2 separate regions of the Mus musculus genome follow, and region 2 is linked to region 1. The links are chromatin contacts, called in public promoter capture Hi-C maps. All regions are on one chromosome and are shown on one strand. The core of a region is the stretch at or near the end of the contact, and the rest is flanking DNA. Distances in the headings are between cores, read along the strand shown.

Region 1 (3,777 bases), core at 920-3,419:
CCCATGTGACCCTGGCATTAATTTATAGGCAAATAATTGTGTGTGTGTGTGTTTGTGGTGATGAGCTCTTGCTAGGTTGTGGACGCTGCCCTGGAATTCACAACTCTCCCATCTCTCCTTGTGAGTGTTAGCATTACAAGGCCCATTCTAGGAATCTTACAAAATTATGGTAATCAAAACAGTATGGCCAGGCAGTGGTGGCACACGCCTTTAATCCCAGCACTTGAGAGGGAGAGGCAGGTGGATTTCTGAGTTCAAGGCCAGCCTAGTCTTCAGAGTGAGTTCCAGGACAGCCAGGATTAAACAGAGAAACCCTGTCTCAAAAAACAAAAACAAAACTAGTGTGACCTGGCACTGGACAGCCATAACAAACCAAAGGGTCAGGTCAAGTGTGTGGAGAGCGCTCCCATCACATGCACTGCCGGAACAACTACATACCTACATGGGAAAGGAGGAGGCGAGTCTACTGTTGGAGAGACATATGAGCATGACCACTGTGCAGATTTCAATGGCATGTGTTGTAGTTCCAGCCACTTGGAAGGCTGTAAAAGGACTGTTCAAGTACAGAGGCCAAGAGGCCAGCCTAGGCAACACAGTAAGACTTGGTTTAAAAAACAAAACTCCAAGTGGACCACTGACCTAATACAAGAACTAAAATAAACAGGGACCAGTCTTTAAGATCAGATTGCGGTGGCACAGGCCTATGATAATCTCAGCACTTGAGAGGTGAAAGCTCCAGGATCAGGAGTCATCCCCCAGCAACACCGTGGAGTTTGACATCAGCCTGGGCTGCAAGGTGAAAGCCTGCCTTCAGATACCTCAGTATCACATGCAAGCTCCTCCAACCCCTCTCTCACTTGTGTGCATGTTTGATTCAGGCTCTCACTGTGTATTTCTGCCTACCCTGGAATTTACTATATAGTCCAAGCTGGCAAGAACTTGTGACAGCCGTCCTGCCTGTTTCCATAGTGCCAGGGTTAGAAGCAGGCATCACCAATGGCAGGTCTAACAATCCAAAATTTAAAAATAGGTCACAGGGTCTGGAGAGACATCTCAGTGGTTAAGACTAGTAGCTGGGCTTCCAGAGGACCAGCATTCAATTCCCAGAACCTTCATGGCAGCTGACAACCATCTGTAACTCCAATTCAAAGGGATCAGACCCCTTCTGATGTCTGAGGGCAGAGGCAGGCAGCCATACTTCCAAGGATATTGTATAAAGCAACAAAAATGTTCAACAAGAAAATCAACACACAAAATGTGATCGCGCGCGCGCGCACGCGCGCGCACACACACACACACACACGCGCCTTTAAAAGGAAGAAAAATATAAACTTGAAGACTGCACTCAGTGAAGCCAGCCAGTTATAAAAAGACAACTTCCATTTGATTCCATCACATGATGGACTTACTCAAAATTTTAGAGACAGAAATTGGTGACAGTGGTGAGCAGATGGGTATGATGTACATAGAGACTTTCAGAACAGCCAGGGTTTTATACAAAGACAGTCTCAGAAAAACAAAAGACGAGTTTGAACAGAACTGTGTGTGACTGCAGTAAACAAGCATGGAAATGGTGTTAATTTGTGTTTTGAAAAAAGAGCTGACAACGACGGTGCCGCTCAGTGATGAGCCCCGAGGCTCAATTTCCAATCTGAGTTGTCACCCCCAGCCCAGCCACAAAAGGGACAATTTTGGCAGAAGAAGAGCGAAAGCAGAGAGGCTCAAGACTCTGAGGCATACGATAGATGTCTGTGCTGGGTAAACGTGACTGCTTAGCCTCTGCGGTCCGGCGACTACAGGAGCCACTCAATCGCTGGGATCAGGACAAGATCCCGGATTGGAAATCTTCTGTACGGATGAGGGACCTGACAGCCAGGGCGACAATTCCGGTCGTGCTTTCCCATTTTAGGTACTACTAGAAACCAGGGTCGCAAACGGAGATTCGGCTCCTCAGTAGACCAGTCTGGAAGCGGCTAACCCCGGTGATAAACGACAGACCCCGTCACCAGGAAGGTCCAGGAAGCTAAAATGACAGCTCGCTGCAAACCGGCCTCTCCATAGTCTAGTTAATCTACGCCCGGAAGTAACGCCCCTCTAAAGTCACTTCCGCCGGCTGTTCTCGCGAGAACTTAGAGCGCTATGTGCCCTGGGTTAAGCGGAAGTCGGGCCTCTTTTTCGTGACGCCTCCCAGGCGCTCGGCTGTGTCAAGATGAAGGTAGGCGTCCCCGGCCAGGGCCGAGTGAGGCCGCCCGAGCCCGAGCGTGCGGCACGGCCTCGGTCCCAGGCTCGCATAAGTCCCGCACTAAGTGGAGAAGGATCCGAGGCGGGAGGGAACTCGTTTTGGCGGCCCTGGGACGCTCTGGGAGAGCGGATGGCGGGCGATTGCAGCGCCGCCGCGGTGGACGTAGCGCCATAGCGGCGCCCGGCTCCGGGCCCGGCACGCGCGGTCCCGAAGCCCCGCTCGCGGCTGGCAGCCTTGCGGCTCTCGAGCCCTCGCCACTCTGCTAGCGGAGGTCTTGAGGGTCGCCCGGCGTCCTCAGCATCCCACAGAGCTCCTGTAAAATGTCCCGTGGATGCGGCGCTTTGCCGGGCGTGGGATCCGAGCCTCGGACGCCCTGCGTTGTCGGCCCGGCTTGGGTCCCTAAGGTTCTCTCTTGTCCCCCTTTAAAACTGTAGCTGAACATCTCCTTCCCCGCCACCGGCTGTCAGAAGCTCATCGAGGTGGATGACGAGCGCAAGCTCCGCACCTTCTATGAGAAGCGCATGGCCACGGAAGTAGCCGCTGATGCTCTTGGTGAAGAGTGGAAGGTAAGGTTGTTACCGGCATCCATGTCCCAGCTTGGCGAGCGCAAGGGCTGTTTTGGGTTAAGTTTCATTAATAGAACCAAGTTTGGGGAAATGGGCCGAAAGGACATGCTTCTTTCTTGCTTGCCGTACGGAATTCAGGGTCTTAAAAAAAGCCTTTCATGTTCATGCTAGTAAAACCGGGGTAGTCAGGGTAAGTCAAAAGGAGAGAGATGGCTAGTTTACCTTAGTTGGAAACGGAGACAAAACGTGAGTGGTTGAAATTGGTCTCAGTTATTCTCCCTAGTCGGGTGTTGAACCTAAGAGGTTAAGAACCTGCACTTAGTAGGTTGGAACTGAACTAGTAAAATGTTGTTATTTTATGTTCAACGCAGGGTTATGTGGTCCGGATCAGCGGTGGGAATGACAAGCAAGGTTTTCCCATGAAGCAAGGTGTTCTGACCCATGGCAGAGTGCGCCTGCTGTTGAGTAAGGGGCATTCCTGTTACAGGCCAAGGAGAACTGGAGAGAGGAAGCGCAAGTCTGTTCGTGGATGCATTGTGGACGCTAATCTCAGTGTTCTCAACTTGGTCATTGTAAAGAAAGGTGAGGCTTTTGTTGAAGCTTGCTTGCTTGTTTATTGAGAGAGATCTGCCTCCTAGGTAGTGGGCATTGGCCCAAGAAGTTGTTTCCCAAGTGATAAACATTTAATGTCTCTATTTTGATTGTTTCTTTAAGGAGAGAAGGATATTCCTGGACTGACAGACACTACTGTGCCTCGTCGGTTGGGACCTAAAAGGGCTAGTAGAATCCGCAAGCTTTTTAATCTCTCCAAAGAAGATGATGTCCGCCAGTATGTTGTCAGGAAGCCCTTAAACAAAGAAGGTAATGGATTTGGGGGGGGGGTGTATTGTGCTACTGCTGCAGCTTTGCTTGCCAGCCCGGAGTCTGGCTTACCAGACTTTATGTTCATGGCTTTGGGGTTAGGAATGG
Region 2 (3,777 bases), core at 386-2,885, about 12 Mb before region 1:
GGCCTGGAACTCAAAAATCTACCTGCCAGCCTCTTCTCCCCAGTGGGAAGTCCTACGGCCAAGCTACACCCAGCTCCAATTGTTTCTAAGCTATGTGACTAGAAGTTTCAAGGTAAAACTTTAAACGGGAGCGGGGGAGGGAGGAAGAGAGATACGGCAATACCTGTGATACTTTATAGAAATTTATTTTTTATTTGGAACATCTAGAAGAAAGATAATCCTTCTATTCCAATATTCCAAAAATATGAACGAGTTTCAAATATAGGTACCCAAGTAGTAAGTAGTTGAGGTACACACAAATTGATTCAAACTCTACCCCTAAACATTTCACCCCAGTTCACTGTACACTGCAGGGAAACCATTTCTGGGAACCAACTCAGGAAAAACTGGACAACTGGCAAAATTTCCCATCTTATCTGCAACTTAAATTTTTGTCTCTTGGCCCCTTAAATGTTCTTGATGAAATGACCTGTTAGGAATGATAAACCAGCCTTCGCAAAACTGTCAGACTTCCCCCAAGCACTAATGACTCCGGAAAGGTGTCTTCCTGGGAGCCAGTGAGAGAAAAGTCATCAGCCAGCTCAAACAGCGGCCGTCATCTCGGCCAGCCACCCAATCTGGGACCCTCTAAACAGCCAGCCAGCACTGATGGTCACCAAGAGCGCGACACTTTCCCGGGTGCCCAATCTTATGTTCTCCACGTCCCTTCTCAGAGCTTTCAGTCAAAAAAGCCTCTCCAGAACTATAACCCAAGCTTCGCACAATGAACTTAGCCCTAAGTCTTCTTGACCAAATGACACCGTGAATCCTCAGTCCCACTACTTTTCAAATCTGTGTACAATGATAGGATTCAACTCTTCTTTCAAGAAAAACGTGAAACAATAAAAACAAACTCTTGGGCGCAGGGTTAAGACACGTGGCGCCGTACACACTTCTGGAGAAACTGTAAGTCAAGAAAATGCGCGGTAAAATTTCGCAAGCCCCGACCCAGGACACTGCGATCACAAACATCTCTTCTCCCGGCCAGCCTCTCCCATTACGAAAGGCGTGGGCAGAGGGGCACTTGGGTCCTGGGTGTGCCACCCCGGGGGTCGCCGCGCCCGCCGGCAGTCCCTCGCAGCGCAGCCCGAGCCTAAGGGGCCCTCCCCACCGTCAGCACCTGCCGCGCAGCCCCGGGCCCTGAACCCCGGGCGCTCCTTACCCGGTCATGGCCCTTCGCGAGTCCGCGGCGCCGCCGCCGGGGAGACCAGCCGGGCAGAGTGCGGGCGCGACAGGTGAGCCCGGCCGCCGTCCCGGGAGAGGGATCGCTGGTGGGCGCCTCCCGCGGGGGAGTGACCATTCGTCCGCGGAGCGGGAGCCGGGCCGCCGCTCGGTCCTGCCCGCCGCGGCACCACTACATCCCCGGCGCAGCCCGGCCGGGAAGGCTACGGGCGCACAGCGGTGGCGGCGCTCCCGAGCCGCAGGGTCCCCGCACGGCCGCCGAGGGGGAACTTGGCGCGTTTTCCTCAGTCTCAGGACCCCCGCGAGTGAACCCCCGCCCGCGCCAGCGTCGCGGCTGGAGGTGGCGTCCACGGAAAGTGCCGGTTCTCCTCTCCACGTTGCAGAGGCGCGAAAGGCGCGAGCCGCCGCGCGACCGCCCCTCGCCCCCGGCACGCTCGGCTCCGGAACCAGCTGGAACGGTAGTTCCTCCCGGGGCCTAACGGGTTCTGCAGTTTAAACAGCGCAGGCAGCGGCACGGGCAGCTCGCGCGGGTCCTCGCAGAGGCGCGCGCTGCGCAGGAGGCCGGGCTGGCGCGCAGGAGGCTCACTCGCTCGCTCACGCCCTCTTTTTTTTTTTTTTTTTTTTTTTTTTTAATTCTTTTTAAACATTAGCACTCGCGAGTTGAAGGGGAGGGAGCTTACGGGTCGGGAGATGGGACAGGGAGTGACTGGGACAAGCCCCTTCCTCAGGTGCTCAAATGCGCCAATCCAGGCTGAACAATTTCCAAAACCTCATTCCTCCGCCCCACCAGGAAGAGCCAATCAAAAAGTACCTATACGAATAAAACAATTAGCCGGCAGAGAAGACAGTCTGACCAATAAAAAAAGTACAAGGAACGAGGCCCAGCCAATCCCGGGAGAGCATACGGCGCCCTGGAGCGGCTCTTTGCAAGCTCATTGGCGCTCCAGTGCGCGCTTTCTCTGCCGAGGTTAGGGTTCCGCTTTCCGTTTTGTTAGCATGGGGAGGTGGCGAGCCCGGAGGGTGTGGCTTCTGGGCCGAGGCCCCGGTGCAGGCCCGCCTCTTTCTTTCTTTTTTTTTTTTTTTCTTCCCCCTCCTGGCGTGCCCTCTCCGGAAGGGTTACCAAAGACGCTCGGAAAATGGCTGATGCGCTTTGCTAGCTGCTCGGCGCCCGCTGGGCGTCCAGTTTACCGAGGAAGCCGCGGTCCACCCTATCTCAAGTTGTGCGTTAAGAATGAGCACTGCCTTAGCTAGACAGTGCACAGCCGAACGCCTTGGAGCCTCGGGTCCTTCTCCCCTCTCGCAGGCTGCACAAGGGTTTTAGTTCTCAGGCTGGTCTCGCGGCTGGAGCTTCAACGGGTTCTGGCGCGAGCCGGTACCGAATGACCCACAGGCAGCCGCACAGCCTCACCCGGTTTGGGCTTGGTTCTGTATGCTCTGTCTTTTGTGAGATGATCTCACAGTGCGGTACTACAGCTGATGAGAACTCAGTACAAATCCGTTCAAGTGGGGTTTTTTTGTTGTTTTTTAAATGTCCACTGTGTGCGTTGCCCTGTTTAATGCCCATCGTGAGTTGGTCTGTTGAATGGCCACGGTGTGTGTTGCTCGGTTTAGTACCCACTGTGTGCGTTGCCCTGTTTAGTGCCCTCCGTGTGTGTTGCCCTGTTTAATGCCCTGTTGAACTATTTTCAGCATGGTAGGGATAACAAGCGAAGGGAATGTACTCCATGATCTACAGTCTACTGAAGACCGAAATTAAACTGGTGATTTGAAATAGTGTAAATGGTAGATTTTTTTTAAAAAGGTAACCGTTTGGTCGTTTCGATGGGATAATGAAGACTGACGTTTCAGCAGACAGTTCCAGGAAGTGTACTTTGAATGGCATGGAGGGGAGGTCCATTTGTGGGAGAAGATGAGCTGCACATCACACGTGTCCATAGCACCGGGAGCTTTAGAAGCTTGGTGTTGGAAATGAGGACAGGATGCTTGGATAATAGGGAGTCTAAGTACGACGGTAGGAACTGTAGTGAAATGGGCGTATGTGGGAACAAGCAGGATGCACAACTTTCCAGGGTCAGCTGGCAGCCTGAGGAGTTCCTGTCAACTTTTAGGGACCTTCGCCCGGTCCAAACTGGGATTCGTGGCTTAATTCCAGAAACTCATTTTCAGACTTGCCAGTTTGTGAAGCAGATTTGGAGTTTAAAGATACTTTACTGTAGGGGCAGGGAAAGATAAACTACGAAAACATGGCTGTAGTGGAAGGATCCCAGAGAGACCAGTCCAAGAATGGGCACAAACTCAAGGGACAATCGAAACTTAAAAATAATAATAATTATAATAATAAAAGTCATTTATAGGATTTCAAAGTTTCTATTTCTAAAGGATTTCTAAGAAACCTAAAATGAGATCATTGGATGGTTTCTAGAAGGCTCCTGACAGGGTTGGGGTGGGTAAAGTAACTATCCAGCCCTCAGAGATACGAAGAGTTAGGAAAACAGAACTAAAAGTTCATTTAAGATTCTTAGGCGATGTCTAAAGAAAGGAATGAGGCTCTACTCA

The links. Promoter capture Hi-C pulls out the DNA fragments that hold promoters and counts their contacts.
Region 2: a promoter capture Hi-C map of the HPC-7 cell line shows a contact between it and region 1. The contact joins the promoter of Usp1 here to the promoter of Rps6 in region 1.

The regions. Positions count from the first base shown.
Region 1 is chr4:86,855,759-86,859,535 of GRCm38.p6, reverse strand. Rps6 (ribosomal protein S6) reads left to right here and starts at 2,169. Exons shown (of 5, transcript NM_009096.3): 1 at 2,169-2,215; 2 at 2,677-2,808; 3 at 3,180-3,390; 4 at 3,523-3,669. The coding sequence starts at 2,210.
Region 2 is chr4:98,921,668-98,925,444 of GRCm38.p6, reverse strand. It overlaps Usp1 (ubiquitin specific peptidase 1), which reads right to left and starts at 1,635. Exons shown (of 9, transcript NM_001301414.1): 1 at 1,202-1,635.